2 separate regions of the Sus scrofa genome follow, and region 2 is linked to region 1. Evidence: chromatin contacts called from public Hi-C data. All regions are on one chromosome and are shown on one strand. The core of a region is the stretch at or near the end of the contact, and the rest is flanking DNA. Distances in the headings are between cores, read along the strand shown. Region 1 has its middle 110 kb from the start of MYOCD. Region 2 holds the start of MYOCD (myocardin).

The links. Hi-C and Micro-C count contacts between places; a contact is called where the count stands out from the background.
Region 2: a contact with region 1 is called in a Hi-C map of embryonic fibroblasts, with 2.4 times the contacts expected there. The contact joins the promoter of MYOCD here to the enhancer-like site in region 1. A contact is called at or near these places in 6 of 47 Hi-C or Micro-C datasets (embryonic fibroblasts, fetal heart ventricle, heart right ventricle and 2 more).

The regions. Positions count from the first base shown.
Region 1 is chr12:56,823,936-56,828,468 of Sscrofa11.1, reverse strand. No RefSeq gene overlaps it. Among named protein-coding and RNA genes, the nearest start is that of MYOCD, 110 kb to the left of the region's middle. Within about 2 kb of position 1,873, at least 5 of the 83 cell types and tissues checked have an H3K27ac peak or open chromatin away from gene starts, as enhancers often do.
Region 2 is chr12:56,930,286-56,934,302 of Sscrofa11.1, reverse strand. MYOCD (myocardin) reads right to left here and starts at 2,675. Exons shown (of 14, transcript NM_213745.1): 1 at 2,621-2,675. The coding sequence starts at 2,675. LOC110256113 (a long non-coding RNA gene) reads left to right here and starts at 3,198. Exons shown (of 2, transcript XR_002337384.1): 1 at 3,198-3,251; 2 at 3,523-4,017.

The DNA of each region.
Region 1 (4,533 bases), core at 624-3,123:
CCCAGCGTCTGTTCTGATCGCCAGCACCTGCCAGCAAGGCCAACCAGGTACGGCCCCGGCACACGGACTTGGCCGTTCTCCAACCCTGCTCCCCTTCAGCCTCTTTTTTTGTCCCCGGGATTGGAGGCACGGCTGTGTCTTCCAGTTCCCATGCTCCCTCCTCAAGAAGCCGCCTTGACTGACAGCTGATTCCTTCTTAACCCAACTCTTAAGACCCTCCTCCCGCCCCCCAGTGTCCCCAGAGGGTTGCGTTTCCAGGAAACTCAGCCCAGCCTCTCCCCTGAGAAGTGGTACCTGTGATGGACTGTGTGTTGGTGGCATCCACACAGGGTCGCCAATGGCTTTAAGAGACAGACGTTTGCGGTAGCAGTAATCATAATAAGAACATGATTCATGGAGGACCGCGTAAGGCAGGTGCTATCATAATCTCTGTTTTGTACATGCGGAGCTGAGGCACAGAAAGGTTAGGTAACTTGTTCAAGGATGCAGAGCCAGGAAACCAGGGACTCAGACACTGACCTTCTGCCACCTGTGTTCTTCTTCCTTTTTTTAAAAAACAATGTTATTTAATGGCCGCACCCAAGGCATATGGAAATTCCTGGGTCAGGGGTGGAATCCAAGCCGCAGCTGCCACCTATGCTGAGCTGCGGCAATGCTGGATCCCTCCACCCACTGTGCGGGGCCGCAGTGGGAACTCCTGAGCCTGTGTTCTCAACTGCTTCTCTAATCCACCTGCTGTAAAGAGAGCAGCTGCCTTTGCGGACTGCCTGCCCTGAGCCAGGCCTTCCTCTGGTGCCTTCATGACAGTGATGGGAAATGACCAGGAGATATCTGCCCACATTTTTCTCTCATCGGGCAGCTAGGCTGTCGGTCTTCATGCTTCGGCGGAGGGAAAACCAGCAAAGTGTAGATAAAAGAGTCATATTTTTAGCTTTTGAGTCTCACATCCCAGGCGCTGGGCATAAACCAAAGATTGAGAAGCTTGGATGAAAATCTGGGAAACTCCTTCTCCAGACCTGATACGACTATTCAAACCGGGGGAGGTGGAGGTCGGGGGGAAACCAAGAAAGCCGATCTGATGGTGGGGGTGCCCGGGAAGGAACCCTTCCCACCTGCCCTGCAGCCCAGCATCCCTCACAGGACACGGCTGCAGCATCCGGACCGGCCTGAGGATGGCAAATGAGATGGTTCCATGGCCTCCTCAGATCTGAGCGTGGACATCCTGATGTGACTGAGCTCATGTCTCCATAACTAAGAAATATCGGGGCTCCAAAGAGAAATTCAGTAGATGTATAACAAAATAAGGTCCCATATGGTCCCATCACACATTCGAGATCTCGCTCTGCTGCCCAGGGTCCCTGTGTGGTCTCCCCAGAGGAGAGCCTTTGATTACAGAGGGGAGAATTCCTTCCCTGGGGGCCACAGCTAATCAGCAGGTGGGAAAGCACACCGGGAGAGAAGCAAAAAATCAACACTAAAGGAAAAAAGAAAATCAAAGACGCTGTAAGAGACAAGTGGAGTCTGCAGAGCAGAACCCCCTGAGCTCCATCCATCCCGGAAAGGCCAGTCCTTTCTGTCCTCCAGGAAAAGGAAGCGTTTGGTCAGGATCTACTTACAGTTTCAGTTGGCGAACCAGTCACTTCCTCGGTCCCTTTCCCCGAAGCTCTAGCGTGGAGCTGGACATTGTGAAAATGGAAGCAGCCTCCACGAAGGAGTTACTGCGCCTGTGTTGTTGCTGTGAAAAAAAAAAACTGCATGTGGATCAGGGTTCTATCTTGGAAATTATGCTTTGCGACAAATATGTTATGAATGACTACTCATAAAACCATGCCAGGACGTATGCTATCGCGGCGTTCAAGTATTTTAACCTGCCGTGACCTCGCCTGTGATAAATCATGGGAAACGGGAGAGAATTCTCTTCAGTCACTGCACTGTTTCACTCGCTCAAGTCATTCACGGCTCTAAAAATACAATTTATATCATCGGATTCCTGAAATTCCTTCAGTGCTTACATTCTGATTTAAGTGGCATTAAAGCCAGGGCGATTAAGCTGAGAAGTCCAAGGCTACCAACCGGTGTCCCCTGGGTATCAGCTGTCCATCAGATGGAGAGCAAGGCCAGGCAGACCCGCAGCAAGGGTGCAGCGAGAGGGTGGCCTGCGGGTTTGGGGAAAAGGCCTGGGATTCGCAGCCTGAGAAAGGATCTTTCAGTGAAACATGTGGACAAGAATTAATCCAGCGTAAGGTGAGCAGGTCATTTAATGTCCAGTGCGGGACATTTTTGGGGAAGGATGGGGGTGGGGATTGACCATGGATATTCTCGGGCCCAGACTCAGCCATAACTTAGGGCTGTTGTGCTCAGACAGTGGACCCTAACAATGGACACATAGTGGACAATGAGGTTGCGTCCACTCCCTTGTCCGCACACCAGCTAGAGAAAGCAGTGGGTCCTCCAGCCACTCTTCCCTGCGGTCCTGACAGTCTCACCCTGACCCTGTGGCCCCACCCACCGTCTCCAGCAGAGTTCTGGGGGATTTATAGCACATCCACTTGCATGCATGAAAAGAGAGGCAGGGGATGGGGTTGGATGTGTTGCTTTTCTACATAAAGGGCTATAACATTTGGGACATGATGTCCAGTAGTGCTATAGTGAGACAACGCCGTGCTGGAAAAGACAACCGCCGATGGAGATGCAATCACACTGTAAATCACAGTTTTGGACAGTAACCTCTGCAAGCTCAGGGTCCTCTACCAGGAAAATTAGGTAGCTGGATTAGATCTGCAGTTCTCAACCCAAGCTCTGTAGCAGAATCACCCAGAGAAATTTAAAAGCACACCCATGTCCTAGCCCACCACCAGATTTTATTTAATGAGTCTAGGGTTTGGGGCGGCCGGTGGCAAATGATTCTGATGTGTAGCCTGGACTGAGAGCTAGGAGGCTAGAACAAGTCAGAGGCCTCCACCAACTTTTATGCAGCAGCCTCTGTGATAGTCTTGAGCTTTCTGGGAAAAGGAATAAGAGTAACCTATGACTACTGGCATTGGCCTCTTTAGCTGGGAATGTTCTGATAGAGTGTCTCCTAGGATGCTCTGTGGACGTTTTCTAGCCCCATCATATGGCTCAGGACAAATCAGTAGTAAACCATATAATTCTGATGCATTCTCTCCTAGGAAGACACAGCACAGGGCTCAGGATTAGACAGAGGTTAAATCAGGAGTGATTATCTACATAGCTGATGTTCCTAATGTTGTGATTAGTTAATCAATTAATTAATCTACTTATTTAAATTTTATTTTATACCAGAGTATAGTTGATTTACGGTGTTGGTGTAGTTTCTGGTGGACCACAAAGTGAATCGGTTATACATATACATTTATCTATTCTTTGTCAGGTTATTATGGGGTATTGAGTAGAGTTTCTTGTGCTCTGCAGTAGGTTCTTATTAGTTACCTATTTTAAATATAAAATACAGTAGTGTGTATATGTTAATACTAAGCTTCTAATTTACCCATCTCCTCCTCCTTTCCCCTTTGGTAACCATAAGTTTGTTTTCAGTGAGTCTGCTTCTGTTTTGTAAATAAGTGCATTTGTATCACTTTTTCTTTTTCTTTTCTTTTTATTTTGGGGGGGAGGCGCACCCATGGCATATGGAGGTTCCCAGGCTAGGGGTCTAACCAGAGCTGTAGACACTGGCCTACCCCACAGCCACAGCAACACGGGATCTGAGCTGCATCTGCGACCAACACCACAGCTCGTGACAATGCTGGATCCTGAACCCACTGAGCGAGGCCAGGGATCGAACCTGTGTCCTCATGGATACTAGTCAGATTCATTTCTGCTGAGCCCCGATGGGAACTCCTGTATCACTTTTTTAGGACTCCACAAATCATACACACACACATATAGAAAGCTCTTCCGAGGGTTCCAGTTTGATGCTCTGTGCTGACCAGAGTCAGATTTTGAAGCGGACCTGAGTCTTTCTAGGTCACAACTTATTCCACTCTTGTTACACATCTCATATAATGCTCTGGGATACTGTCGGTGACATAAGTGCCTAGGGAACCAATTGTGGCCGTAAAAACACTGTTAATGAGAAAAATCCTTCTCACTAGCCATACTCCAGGGAATTCTGGATTTGATTACCCACTTTTCAATGCTTGACAATTTGACTGGTATTTAATGCCTTCTCATTTTTCCTGATAGGGACCGCTAAGCACGTTATGTTCCTTCTCCCAGTTGGCAACGCCACAAAGGCCAGCAATAAAAACCCCCACTTGTGTAATAAACTCTTGTACAATCTACTGCTTATGAACAAGGTCCCTGAAAGTGTGCAACCTTTCTGCACATTAAACACAAAACAGATGGAGAGTTGAAAATAACTTTCCTCTTCAGGGGAGGGGAAAGTCAAAGAAGAGAAGGCAAGATTCACAGTCAGAGTCCCGAGTTACCAAGCCAGAGGCTGAACTCTCCGTTCCAGGCTGTCAGGGGCAGACGCATTCTTTCAGCAAAGCTCCAGGGACCTCGGGGACCTGT
Region 2 (4,017 bases), core at 1,426-3,925, 110 kb before region 1:
TATCAATAAGAGAACAATATTTTTTGAGGGCTTCCTAAGTGCCAGACATTTTTCTAAGTACTCTACTTGTATCATCACATTTAATAGTCACAGCCACTCTATAATCATTCTCATCATTCAAATGAAGCAAATCGAGGCAGAGAGAATTAGGTCACTGACCAAGGTTATATAGCTGGTAAATAAAGGTCTCTGCTAAAAAGCCAGAGAGTCTGGCACTAGGACCACACAATTGGTCATGAAACCCTGCAGGCTCTCCAGTAAGATGAGTCTGTATCATGTTTGTCCGGGTAAACTTTCATGTTTATTGCTTGGTAGCATGACTTTGCAGTTAATACCAAGGTCACTGGAACACAGAAAGTTAGTTGAAGCTGTGGGCAAACATGTCAATTTCAGAGTCGAAGCAGTTATCTGATCCCTTATAAACCAGCCCTACCACAAAGGGAGTCCTGCTATGCTCAGAGAACAATTGCATTTTACTTGTTTTTTTTTTTTTTTTTTTTGAAATCTTTTAAATGAAACACACCAGAACCTCCTATCACAGCAAACACAAGCAGTGAGATAGAGTTTTATGAGTTTACATGTTGAGTAGCTTGTGAAAGAAAAGAAGAAAAGCAATGAAAGCGGTGGGGAATGAAAACAGAGAAGAGGCCTTCTTTAGTCACTGCTGGCCGCCAAATAAACCCAGGACCCTTCGGAAGAGACCCTCCTGTTTGCATGCTGCCAGCTGGACTTCCGGGCTGTGGCTGTAATTATCGCCAGGAAGGAAAATCACTGTGCCCAATATCACATTTACTTAGTTTTACATTTGGCTTGTTTTCTTCTGTATCTTTCAGGAGATTTCTCAACCTTTTGCATCTCGGCTGACGAAACGACTGTGTCCGTTTCCAGACCCAGCTCCCCTGTCTATCAAAGGTAGAGGGTTGCACCTGCCTCTGGCTGCTCTGAGATCTTTTCCCAAAGCAACCCTTCCTGTGACACGAAAGCCCGTCCAAGTGAAAAACCAAAACCAAAACCAAAACCAACGTGAGGCTGCAATTGGAATCCTCAGAGCTCCAGGGTCCAGGTCTGCGGGGTCCACCCTGGAGACACCCAGGCTCCGCCAACCCACTGATACAGGAACAGAATAAATAGCGTCTTCCTTTGCACTGTGGCTGAAGGAAGCATTCGTTTGATGGGTCTGTTTCGCAACTCTACTACGAAGTGTACATCACCAAATCCTACTGAGACAAACCAGCCCCTCCTCTGCCCCTGGAGGAAACTGGCAAGGGAGCCTTTGAAATGAGCGGAGCTTCTTGCAAAAATAAATCCACATCCTCTCTTCTTCAGAAAGGTGGCAGTGTTGCCCTGCGGTTTCGACCAAATTACAAAGCAGAGGCGAAGTCTCTAGTGGATTAACAGGCCAACCACCTCACCTCACCGGGGAAGGAAGGGAAAGATTAATCCATGCAGGATCTGGCAGACTTGCCCTGGATCTTCAGGGCGCTGAGACTCACGGCTGCCTAAGTCCTCAAGTTTTCATCTCGCTTTGACCCGGTACAGAGCCACAGCAAATCGCCAGTGGACCCCACAGACACCTAAAAGCCAGGAGTTCCTAGAGAAGTCTCAGAGGACCTTACTCTCCAGCATCCACTCTTCTCGTTTCTTATAACATCCGTCCAAGGGAAACGCCGAGTGGCCCCCTTGGGGGGTGGGCAGGGGTTATGGAACACTTAGCAAACTACACCAGCATCCTTCTAACACCTGCTACAGAAATGCGCCCATCAGAATTCACAGAAAGTAACCCACCATCTAAACAGAAGTTGTAACCATGTATTTATCGAGCAGTTTGTTACCACTTTTATAAAACCAATATTCTGCACAGAGCTACTGAGAAGGATTTTAGGAAGCCTCCTGGTCTCAATGGGGAGGCCCACACATCCGTACCAACCCCTCATGTGGTAGTGAAAGCCCTGTCTCCTCTCCACTCACCTTCACACAGCGTCCTCTGAGAAGTTTCTCTATCACCACTAACACAGAAATTTGGGGGAAAAGTCTCCATTTATAAATATCAGATGGTTTGGGAAAAAATATTTGTGGCACTGGACTTTTTTTTTTTTTTTTTCCTACAGTGATGTCATTTTAAATACTTGGTGTGCTCCAAATTTGCTATTTTTACTTCCCCCAAGTGACTTTTTTGGGAAATACATTTGTTTGGATTAGCTACATTTGCAGTGACCCCTGTATCTACTATGCAAGACCAGGTCCATCTTCTCAGCAATTCTAACTGATACCATGCAGCTCTGAAGCATGAAGTCCCCTATTTGCTCACTTTCAAGGTTGTTCCTTTCGGACGGACCCTTTCAAAACTTCTGCTCACAGATACAGAGACAAAACATGAAATCAAACGACTGGCCTTTTCACAAACAAAAACCGCGCTCTATAACCCAAAGCGTTTGCAACAGACGACATTAAAGACCCACCCCCCCACCCCCAAACAAGTAAAATTCTTCACTTCCCAAATGTGCTTCTGGAGAACAGAGTTAAAGGAGCTGGCTTTGAAGCATTTATTGGAGATCAGACTGGAGCCGAGACGTGCAGGAGAGGAAAAGTTGAAGAAGGAATGCTAAGTGCTTAGCCCTACCTGATCTGAACTTGCTTCTAATCAGCAAAGAGTGCTCGGACCCCAGGAGTGTCATGTTGAGTCTCCGCGAGCCGCTGGCCCCTTGGCCAGATGCCTCCTGATTTCCACCAGCAACGGGCTCCCGGGAGCCCAGCTGACCGCAGTTAACAACCCAGAATTCATCCAACTTTCCGCGAGCGCCCTCGGGTAGGAGTACAGCGGCAGCCAGTGACCGAAACCAGGGTCCCCGGCAAAGTGGCGGCTTCCCCCCTCGCCGTGCGGGGCTACTCCACTCTCCGCCGGCGGGGCCCTGCGCCTCCTCGGAGTCTGGCGGGGCGCCGCGGCATCCCAGGCGTGCTCGGCTGATGTCATAGGCTGCCCGCGCCCGTCGAGCATCCCCACCACGCCTTTATGAAGGTCCCAAGTTTGCTATCTGATCCTTTTTTACTACTGACAGGAGCTCAGCCAATCAGGAGCAGCGAGCCGGGCCCGGGACTCGGAGCCGCCGGAGGAGTCCCGGGAGCTGGGCTTAACTCTTTGCGGCGAGCGGCGCGGCGGGGTGGGGGAGACGGGGAGGCGGCGGGCGCGCGCGCGGGGGCGGAGCCGCGGGCCGCGGGAAGGGGAGGAGCGCCGCGCGGCGCCCCGCGCGCAGGTGAGAGGGCAGGTGGGCGGGGGGGGCAGGTGGGCGGGGCCAGGTGGGTGGGTGGTGACCCGGGGGCGGGGCCTCTCCTGGGAGGCGGGCGGTGAGAGACCGGAGGCGGGAGGCGGGAGGCGGGAGGCGGGCGGTGGGCGTCTCCCATCCCGGGAAGGGACTTGCCAGCCCGCGAACTCCCGGCGACGGCGCTTTGCAGAGAGGCTGGACCCCTGAAAATAAGAGGCTTCCCAGGAACCAGGGTCCTTACATTCCCCGTCCGTTTGCACAGGGAGGCAGAGATGGAGCGTACATCTCCCAGCTCCCGCATCAAACCTGGATACACGTCCGCGGAGAAAACGAAACGCCTCTCATTTTTCTGGGATGTGCTCTTTTTGGACAAACTTTGCTCAGGGTGTCCGCAGATCCAGCTGGGACACTGTGAAGCCCTTTTGGGTTCTCAGTTGGGTTGAACTCTGGAAGGGAGGGTCTCTGGAGCTGAGGGATGTTGAGCTGGGTTTGGGCTCCGCTCGGCAAGGCTCAAAGACTTTTTCCACGAGGGAGTCCCTCCCTCCCGAGGGGAAAATCCGTCCCGAATACGACACCGAGTGACTGCGCATCCAGAATGTGCCAGGTGTGATAGGCTCATCTGTAAATAAAACAAAGACCCCGCTCTCAAGAATCTTGTGTCCTTGGGGCCGCACAGAAAATGAAAACTAAGCTCTATGCACACATAGTTTGGGGTTGGATTTTTTTGCAACCTGCTATGCACGTGAGCCTCCAGTAC